Linked DNA regions of Sus scrofa: region 2 is linked to region 1. A link is a contact called in public Hi-C data. All regions are on one chromosome and are shown on one strand. The core of a region is the stretch at or near the end of the contact, and the rest is flanking DNA. Distances in the headings are between cores, read along the strand shown.

What was found. Hi-C and Micro-C count contacts between places; a contact is called where the count stands out from the background.
Region 2: a contact with region 1 is called in a Hi-C map of fetal heart ventricle, with 5 times the contacts expected there. The contact joins two enhancer-like sites. A contact is called at or near these places in 1 of 5 promoter capture datasets (liver) and 14 of 47 Hi-C or Micro-C datasets (alveolar macrophages, embryonic fibroblasts, epiblast stem cells and 9 more).

The regions. Positions count from the first base shown.
Region 1 is chr2:40,163,036-40,168,327 of Sscrofa11.1, forward strand. LOC110259292 (a long non-coding RNA gene) reads right to left here. Exons shown (of 4, transcript XR_002341550.1): 1 at 1-5,292. Among named protein-coding and RNA genes, the nearest start is that of E2F8, 12 kb to the right of the region's middle. Within about 2 kb of position 1,951, at least 3 of the 83 cell types and tissues checked have an H3K27ac peak or open chromatin away from gene starts, as enhancers often do.
Region 2 is chr2:40,354,378-40,359,669 of Sscrofa11.1, forward strand. No RefSeq gene overlaps it. Among named protein-coding and RNA genes, the nearest start is that of MRGPRX2, 16 kb to the right of the region's middle. Within about 2 kb of position 2,589, at least 7 of the 83 cell types and tissues checked have an H3K27ac peak or open chromatin away from gene starts, as enhancers often do.

The DNA.
Region 1 (5,292 bases), core at 701-3,200:
TGTATGAAGAGCAAAGTTAGGCAAAACTAATCCATGGTGGTGGGGTGGGGGCCTGGCCAGGGCAGGATTAGTGGGAAGGGGCCCAGGGGAAATTTGGAAGCCCGTGGTAATGCCTATCTTGATCTGGGTGGAGGTTACTTATGTGTATAAATACACAAATCCAAGCTGTTTGCTTACAATTTACATATTTTCCATTGGTAGGTTATACTTCGATGAAAAACTAAATATAAACAAACATAAAAATTCATACATGCCCATTGTAAAAAAAATGAATAAAGTACAGATAGGTATGAAAAAACAAAACAAAACCATCTGTATTCCCACCACTGGGAGATATCACCACTAATATCTCAGAGTGCATCCTTCTAGATCTTTTCCCCAAAGCATCAACTTTTCGTCAGCATTTCCTAAAAAAGGAATTTGGGACCTAGTTGTGCTGGGACTGGAGGTGCTAATTTACTTAGGAGTCTGAATTTCCTGGACGTGTCTTTCACTTACCCGGAAAGCCCTGACACAAGTAGATTTAATTTGACCATTTTAGAAAAGCATGGAACAATTAACGGCAAATAAATGGAATTAAAATCAAATTGAATACAGCCTTTCAATGATATGACTTAGAATTTGATTTTAAGTACAGTAATGAATATAAAATGAAAGCTTAGCGTGTAGAAGGCTGAAGGGCTCTTAAGCCTCCCGGGACCCAGAATGCCACCTACTGGTCACAGCCAGCAATAACACCCCACCACCCCATTATCTTAAAATGCATGGCCATTCTACTTAAAAACCTCAAATATGATACCACCTTTTCTGGTAGTATATATATAGATATTTATCTTTTTAGGGCTGTACCCACAGTATATTGAAGTTCCTAGGATACAGGTCTAAATGAAGCTGCACCCACCAGCCTATACCACAGACACAGCAACACTAGATCTGAGCCATGTCTGGGAGCTACACCACAGCTCATAGCAAGGCTGGATCCTTAACCCACTGAGCGAGGCCAGGGATCGAACCTGAGTCCTCATAGATACCAGTCAGTTTCCTTACCACCGAGCAACGATGGGAACTCCCTCTGGTAGTTTATATTCATCTCTCCCAAGAGCTTCCCAGACACCTTTGCTTCCTTAGTGAATTGCACAGTGCCTAGAACATAATTTAATAAAGATGTGATGAAGGAATGAATGAATGAAAGGATGGATGGATGGAAAGATGGAACAAACAGATAGACATTCTTGTGCATCATTGTGAAATGGGGAAAATCTCTGCCCTAACCAGCTCACAGGATTTTCTTGATTCATTTTGTTTTTAATAAAAATGATGATTTTTATTAAATCATAGTGAAATGATTACCACACTCAAGCTAATTAGCATATCTCTTCAGTTACCTGTTTGCAACAGGAGCACCTAAATTCTATTCTCTTAGCATATTTCCACTATTCAACACAGTATTGTGAGAAAAGCCATCACGCTGTCCCTTAGATCTCTAGATTCAAGCATCCCACATAACTATGACCTTGTACCCTTTCATCAATTATCTCCTAATTTCCCCCACCTCCCCACCCCTAGTAACCACCATTCTACTCTCTGCTTCTAAGTACCCAGCTATTTTAGATTTCACATACCATAAGAGCAGGCTTTTTTTTTTTTTTCATAGGCTTTTTTGGGAGTGTGAATAAGACAAGATGAATGTGAGGGATTATTATGACGACCAAACACCAGGGGGTGGAAGAGTCCAGTGGTGACCAGAGTGAGCAGTAAGGTTGCAGACACAGGACTAAATGGGAAAGGAAACTCAAATAAATGTGAAATGTCCTGAGCCAGACACTTAACAGCACCTGGCAGATGTCAGTGCTCTCCCCTTCCTCTTCCTCCTTAGAGCCTGGCTCACAGATCCTTGTCATAGGACCTGAGGAACTCAGAACGGAGATTTGTACTTTCCAGGGTTCACCCAAAGGGGAGGTGATGTTCCATGTTTGTCTGCTGTCAGTTTCTGAAACAGACCAGGGTCACTGTGCTTGCGGGTGTGAGCTGGCCCATCAAAGCCCTCCGTGAGTCAGGAAAAGTGGTTTCAGAGACATCACTGTCAGGCTGCCTGATGGCGAGGTGCCCATCTGAGCGTGTCCTCTGTTGACAGCACTTGACAAGCATCGCGCTGGCCTTGCTTTTAGATGCTGCCCAGCAGGGGCTCTGGCCTGCAGAAAGGCAGCATGATGCCATTGAAAGAGTATGGACCAGGGGTCAGAAGACTGGGCTCAGCCACCTACTGGCTAGGTGACCTTGAGCCAGCCAGCTTGCCCTTGTCAGTATATAAACCCGATGGACAACATAACAAGATAGTGACTGGGTAAACTATAGCGCTGGACCCAGGTTTATGCATGGCTATTAATAAAACCCCAAATGAACATCATGCCTGAGTGACCTGCGTGAGCTCTAACCACAGGGTCACCTACATTGATCTGGACCTGGCTTCTTCTTATGGAATCCAATCCTGTCTCGGCAGCTACATCACAATCTTACGGGCCTCTAACACCTACCCTTACTGACTTTTTTTTTTTAAATATGTATGCACTACACCGTTTCAAGCATCATCTACTCCTTATTTGGGCAATCGACTTTTTGAAACTGCAGACTTTGTGTTATGTTTACACAAGGTAAATTTAATCATATTGCTCTGGCCCATTTACACAGGCTATTAAAATATTTTTAACCCGACTTTGGCCATCTATCTCCCTGCTGACTTGATAGGAGCCATACATTTCAAAGATGTACAATCCATGCATTTCTTCATTCAATATTCATTTACTGAGCACTTGCTATTCCCTAGACCCTGTGTTAGGAACCATGGAATTCAGAGGGTGTATCTGACAGAGAGGAGCGAATGCCAGGGGACACGCTCAGAGAGCAGGGCATTCCTATTGCTGTCGCAGCATGGGAAGGTTTCCCAGTTCAGGAGAGATGGTAGAGCCCACGAGCCACTCACCTCTTCTGAGCAAACCACTGGACTGTATTTTCCAGCCCCGAGAATTTGTGGTGCTTCCACATAATGACCACATCTTTCTTCCTAGGCAGATCAAGAAGTCTACCGTGACAGGCTTCTCATGGTTTCTTCTGCAGGTGGCAATAGCTAGCCCGCTTTTATCTGTCCAACCTCGTCGCCCCATCCTCATCCCCTTGCCAGCACACACATTCGTTCTGCAAATATCGTAGAGTTTCCACATGCCAGTGGGCCGGCACGGCGCTGGGCATTGTTGTGTTTCTCTTACACCCTCTGAGTTCAAAATCTCCACATTGGGGAGCAGGTGCCTTCTCCGTGTGGGCGGATCTCCTTCCCTAGCCCTTTCATCCCTGCCAAGATCAAGGTCTGAGCCTCTGCATCCTCACATGCCTGGCCTGGCACTCCCAAGCACTATGTAGAGGTACCAAGGGAGAGAGGGAGGGGAGTAAGGCACAACTGTCTTCCTGGTCTCTTCATTACAGAGCACTGCAGTGAGGAAAACCTGGAATGTGGGTAGATACAGGCTTGAGTCTTAGATCTGCAACCAACCAATTTTGTGACATTAGGTATGGCTGTAAAACAAGCTGAGTAGCCCAGATCTTTGAGTTCCCACTCAGTTCTACTATTCTGATTCTATGCTAATCCCTGATTCTGGATGAACCCTCCACTCTCTTCTGATCTAGCTTTAGAGAGGAATAAAAAAATTCCTACAAAGAGGCAGAGGGAAGAGTTTCGCCAGCCTTCCTTATAGTGAAATATCTGCCGGCAATAAGAAGCCTGAAACTAAGAAATAATTGCTCAGGGTTAGTGCTAACTTTGGAATACCCTAAAATTCTTGCTTGCCCACAACCTGATTTCTTTTAGGCTCAGTCTAATCTTGTCCAGACTCAGGCTCCATGCTAATTGTCAAGACGGGCTTGAATTATTCATGGAATTTCTACGCTAGGATGGTTTGGGAGATGTTTTCTGCAGATGTATTCATCTTTCACGTCTGCAGGAACTCTTAATAACAAGCTGTTTGGATTGGCAAGTCCCTTCATTTTCCCGAGCCTCCATTTCTCCACCTGTAAACAAGGAAGGCAGTTCCTCCCAGCTCGAGAACGTCTTGGGTTTTGTGATTTTGCAGGTGCCTCAGCCAGAGATTCCATAGGCAGCTCACAACCAGCAGCAAACCACGTAGATGAGGAGAAAAAAAAAAAAAAAGAAGGATGCCATCTGACGATTAAATGCAAAAGGAATTATGCAATTAGCAAAGGACGTTGATCACACAACATAGAAGTCTAATTGCAGCACATGCAAATGTTTGCTAAATTAGATAAATATGGGTTTGCAGTCGCTCTGGTGCACAGATTGAGTTGTAAAGCTAAGGAAAATATAAAAGTTAATTATGAGATGGGAGGGAAAAACATAGGGTATGAGCACTCGGCCGATTAAGATTATTAACCAAATATCATCTCACACCACAACGGGGTGTTAGAGGAGTCCCAGGCCCACAGTCTGACGACTATGTATCGAAGTCACCACATCTCACAGGACATGGAAAACAGGCTACATTTTTACAGAGCACTTGTCACCTGGGGAACCCTGGCACTCGGGGCTGGTTCCATTGGCTCGCCAACACACTAATGCACATGGCCAGGGTGGGCCAGGCTCCACATAGTGGCTCAGATAAGAAAAGCTGTATCCTCAGGGTTCTCAGACTCTTCCTGAACCTGCCGCAAGGGCTAAACCTATAAGCCCATGAAGTAGCTCTCACAAGAATGTATCTATCAGTGTGCTGGGCACCTTTCAGGGAGGGGTAAAGAGTGCTGGAGAGGCAGCCACAGAGTCTAGGTTCTGAAAGCAGACTGCTTGGCTTGGAATCCTGGCCCATCACTAAGTCTTTGACAAGGGAGCTCAGCTGGCTGTGCCCCGGTTTCCTCATCTCTGCCATAGGAACAATATCAGCTACCTCTTGGGGCAGTTGCAAGGATTTGAGGAATTATTACTTATAAAAGCATGAAGAACACTAGCACATAGTAAACACTCAATAAGTGACTCGTTCCTTACTTCTGGTTTCCCCTATTCATTAGATCCTTCATTCAACCAAGTAAGGGCTGCATGGGCGAGGCACTGTGCTAATGATAATGATGGGGGGGTGGTGACATACTCATGAGGGTTCCACCCTCACACTGGGATTAGGGAGGAAATGTTGGTACACAGATAAACAGATAACTGAAGCCACATGTGAGGTGCACTGTTTATGTTACAAGATGCTCAAGGGCACGTCAAGGTACCTGCTCAAGTTTCCTGCAAAG
Region 2 (5,292 bases), core at 1,339-3,838, 190 kb after region 1:
GGAACGTGGCATTCTGAATTGTCTTAAGCAGTTTCAGAAGCAGTTAAATGTTTTGGAGGAAATTTTCACACAGAAACATATCTGGGAACATGATGATTCACTGCTGGGGTGAGTGTTGGATCTATGGGTTTTACTTCAAAGAAGTGCAGAAGCAATTGTGGGCTCAGGCAAATTGATCTTGGGCAAGTTGCTTAACCTCTCTGTCCTTCACTTTCACCATCTGGAAAAGGGGGATGATAATGGTAGTCACGTCATATGGTTGTAGTGAAAATTATGAGTTAATAAATGTGAAGTGTGGAGTTCCCTTGTGGCAAGGCAGGTTAAGGATCTGGCACTGTCACTGCAGCAGCCTGGGTCACTGCTGTGGTACGGGTTCAGTCCCTGGCCCCGGAACTTTCCTATGCTGCAGGTGTGGCCAGAATAAATACATACATTTTTTAAATAAAAATAAATGCATAAATAGGAACTCCCACTGTGGTGTAGTGGGTTAGGAATCCAACTGAAAAAAAAAAAAAAAAAGGAGCGTTCCCATTGTGGAACATCAGAAACAAATCCGACTAGGAACCATGAGGTTGCAGGTTCGATCCCTGGCCTCACTCAGTGGGTTAAGGATCTGGCATTGCCGTGAGCTGTGGTGTAGGTCACAGACACAGTTTGGATCTGGCGTTGCTGTGGCTGTGGTGTAGGCCGGCAGCTGCAGCTCCGAGTCAACCCCTAGCCTGGGAACCTCCATGTGCTGTGAGTGTGGCCCTAAAGAGCAAAAAAAAAAAAAAAAAGAAAGAAAAAAAGAATCCAACTGCAGTGGCTCAGGTCGCTTCAGAGGTGCGGGTTTGATCTCTGCCTTGGCACAGTGGGTTAAATGATCTGGCATTGCTGCAGCTACAACATAGGTTGCAGCTGTGGCTCATATTCAGTTCTTGGCCTGGAAACTTCCATATGCCATGGGTGCAGACACATAAATAAGTAAACAAATAAATAAATAAGTGCTTATAGCTGTGCCCAGTACAGAGTAAGTACCACCAAAACAGAGACACTGTTCTTGTTGTTATTATTATTACTCTAGGGCTGGGTGCTGGAGAAGGAAGCCTGGGCTTCCTAGCTCTGAGTCTGCTAAGCTGGGGCCTGACTTGCCACGGATGGGCGATGACTGCAGCCCTCGGGCCTGTGGGGGAAATGCAGCAGGAAGGACCGGAACCACTGTTTCTCAAAGGTGCAGAATCTCAGAACATTCTCACACCATCTCAAGGAGAAAAATCTCTTGTTATCTCCTTTTCAGAAGTGAAGAAACCAGGAGTTCCTGTCATGGTGCAGCAGAAATGAATCCGACTAGGACTTCCCCTGTGGCTCACAACATAACTACTCAGCGTTGCTTCTACAGAAACAAATCCAACTAGGAACCATGAGGTTGTGGGTTTGATCCCTGGCCTTGCTCAATGGGTTAAGGATCCGGCGTTGCCTTGAGCTGTGGTGTAGGTCGCAGATGTGGCTCGGATCCTACGTTGCTGTGGCTGTGATGTAGGCTGGCAGCTACAGCTTCAATTGGACCCCTAGCCTGGGAACCTCTATATGCCGTGGGTGCGGCCCTAAAAAGACAAAAGACAAAAAAAAAAAAAAAAGAAGTGAAGAAACCAAGGCTTAAAAAGGTTGCAAGAGAGACCCCAGGTCCCATGGCCAGGAGTAGCTAACTCCAGGGCTCCAGCCGGGCCTGGCAAGCAGGGGCCTGGTCCCCGTGGCCACTGTGGGAGGCTGCAGAGGCTGGAAAGGGGAGGATGTGTCCCTACTGTTCCCCAAGTGGTCATATCCAGAGATGGCAGAGAGGTGCCTCGCAACCCCCCAGACTTACCCATGGACACAGGGGAGCCTGCCAGGGCTGAGAGGAAGGTGCCTCCCTGAGTTGTAGCCAAAGGGCTGGGCTCTGGGGGAGGGGGACAGGGGGAGGACTCTGATGGAATGAGCACTAGGCCAGGAGTCGGGACCCAGATTTGAAGCCTGGCTCCCTGAGCAAATCCCAGCACCCAAAACAGGGCCTGCCAGGCAATGGGTATTCGCTGAACAAATGGATGAATGAACCGATAAATGAATGACACAGTCCCTGCTCTCAGGGCGGTTCCAACCTGGAGGACAGACTCATAAATGTGGAGCATAAATGCGGAGCAGGATGTGCTGTGTCAAGCCTGTGGGGCAGTGAACAGGGGCTATACGATTCAGCCAAGGAAACTGCCCCTGTGAGCTGGGACATACTCTAAAAGGGGAATTCAACTGTGTCTGAAGGATAAAGGCAGGGAGTTCCCATCATGGCTCAGTGGTTAACGAATCTGACTAGGAACCATAAGGTTTCGGGTTCGATCCCTGGCCTCGCTCAGTGGGTTAAGGATCTGGCAGTGGTGTAGGCCGGCAACCACAGGTCCGATTAGACCCCTAGCCTGGCCTGGGAACCTCCATATGCTGCGGGTGCGGGCCAAAAAAAAAGAAAAAGAAAAAAAAAAGGATAAAGGCAATTCCAGGAGGCAGAGAAGAGGGTGACAGAGCCCAGAGCACCAGGAGGCCTGCACGTGCAAAAGTTTGGCAGCAACGACAGCTCAACATTTGAAAGGCATGTGGGAAGTAGCTGGATACTGTACAGATCTCTCTCTTCTAGAACAAATCCTGCTCCAGCAAGCCCTTCCCCTCCATTCTCCCAAAGCGTAATTCCAGCCACACAGTTATCTGTAAATTGGGCATGAGTCCAGCTCCCCAACACGGGGTCCATAAAAGGAGTTGGTTTAGAACAGAAAACCATGGGCCCCAGGCCTCACTGGTCTCCCCCATCCAGCAACCCCGCCCTCAGGGAGCGGCAGGTCAAAGCTGAACCCAGGCCAGGCACCCCCCTCACCTTCCTCCCCCCTCTTCCCCTCTCCACCCCCTCATCCTCCTTGGCTGGCTGCCCAACCCATCACCACGGGTTCACACACACCCTACTGGCCCCACCCTGGCCCAGTCCCACCACAGACCTCTCCCTGCCCTGCCCTGGCCAAACACTGGCAGAGGGAAGCCAGAGAAAACCAGAGTGGCAGCCTTCACCAGGTGGCAGCCAGGCCTGGAGGAATTCGGGGAGGGGGAAGAGGGTGATGTGGGAGCCCCTTGGGCTCCCTGAAGCTAAAAACACATGGAGGGGAGCTGCCCTCTGGGGGACCCAAGAGCCGTGAGAATCACTCTTTTGCTCCTCACCAAATGGCCCTGTGACTGTTGAGAGAATTATACCAGCTCTAATGATCCTTGATGTCTTTATAGCGCTTTACAGTTTACAGCCCGTAGTTAAAGGAGCGGAAACTGGGGCTCGCCTTCCGCCACACAGGGACAGCTGGAAGAGCTAGGTCTGGCCCACTGCTCTGCCCCAAAGACTCACAGGAGCAGACGTGAGCGGAGCAGCTTCAGGCCCGGCTGGCCTTGGGGGCTTGGTTTTGGGGGCCAGGCTTCCGAGGGCTTGTGAGGGAAGCGTGGGAATGATAAAGATGATGGTGACAGAGATGAGCATGTTATTGACATCGTACAATATTGACAATTTTGTTGATGACAATGTGGTTGGCCACGCGTGGAGCCCTCACTTGGGCCTTTGTGTATCTTGAACAACCCCAGAAGCGTGTATCAGCATCTCACAAGTGAGGAAGCAGAGGGTGAGTGAAGTTAAGCGCCTTAACTATTAGCCAAGTAACATTAGTTAGCAATCCTGGAAGATCCAGGATTTGAGACTGGGAATGACCATTCCAGAGGCCGATTTCATAGACACTGCCCTACACTGGCAGGGACAGCTGTCCTCCCAGCCACCCATGAATAACCATCCAGAAATAACATGGGTGCCCTCCTATTTTAAATTGGATCTCTTCCCAAACTTCATGGACCTGAGCCCCCTACTGGCCAGTCAAGGGTGACAGGAGCCCCACGATAATCATCGACTGCCACCTAGTGGCACTATGCGGAATGTCACATTCCTTTCCTTCCCCTCATCATTTGACCTGATACTTTAAAAAACAGAAGCCAAAATGTTAAAAGCTTGCTCTTGCCTTCTCCCTGCTTCAACATCCCTAAGAACTGCAAGTAGATGTTGTTATAATTTTATGAATGATGAAATGGAGACCCAAGGGAATTAAGCAGGTTCTTGAAGGTCCCACGATGAGGATTATATAGAAGTTAAGGGGCAGAATCATTTATTCAAAGTGTGACCTTGAATAAGACATTTCATTATTTGTTTTGGGAGACACTAAAAATCCCTCTGCAGCAATAACAGTTTTTTCTTGGCTTTATTTAAGAAAAAGTTCCTTTACCCATTTATCTCCTATGCCAGCTCTACCGTGCTTTAGTTTGGTGTTTGAGTGAAACTGTTGCTGGACTGTCTTTTCTAATCTACTGGTCATTACTGTATAATCTGTACCCTAGGTCTCTGCCAGATAGTCTTAACTGCTACAACATCACAATAAAATGCAGCTCCTCTCTCCTTACACTTCTTTTTCAGAAGCATAGGATCTATTCTTGATGTTTCTTTTTAAATTTAAAAATCAGTTTATCACAGCTTCACATAATTCTATTGAGATTTTATTGGAGGTGCTTTGAATATATAATAGAGAAACTGGAGAGAATTCAATATCTCCAATTCATATCTTCATTACGTTAGATTTTCCTATCCATGAACATATGCTATCTCTTCATTTACTTAAGTAATCTTTAATGTCATTCAAATATTTTTTTTTAGTTTCTACATATAGGGTTGTATATATTTGCTTTTAGATTTATTCCTAGCTACATTTTGGATATTATAAATGGTTCTTTTTTAAAATTATGTTTTTAATATTCTTCTGCTAATGTGACATATGTAATAATCATCTTTATAATAAAAACTTCTGTTGCTGGAGTTCCTGTCGTGGCGCAGTGGTTAACGAATCCGACCAGGAACCATGAGGTTGCGGGTTCGGTCCCTGCCCTTGCTCAGTGGGTTAACGATCCGGCGTTGCCGTGAGCTGTGGTGTAGGTTGCAGACGCGGCTCGGATCCCACGTTGCTGTGGCTCTGGCGTAGGCCAGGGGCTACAGCTCCAATTCGACCCCTAGCCTGGGAACCTCCATATGCCATGGGAGCGGTCCAAAGAAAGAGCAAAAAGAAAAAAAAAAAAAACTTCTGTTGCTGTGCAGCAGAAATTGACAAAACATTGTAAATCAACTATAATAATTTTCAATAAATAAAGGGGAAAAAAACCTTCTGTATTAATCTTATACCCATAAAAATTAGTATAACTACATTATCTCTCCTTTGGCTAGTGTCT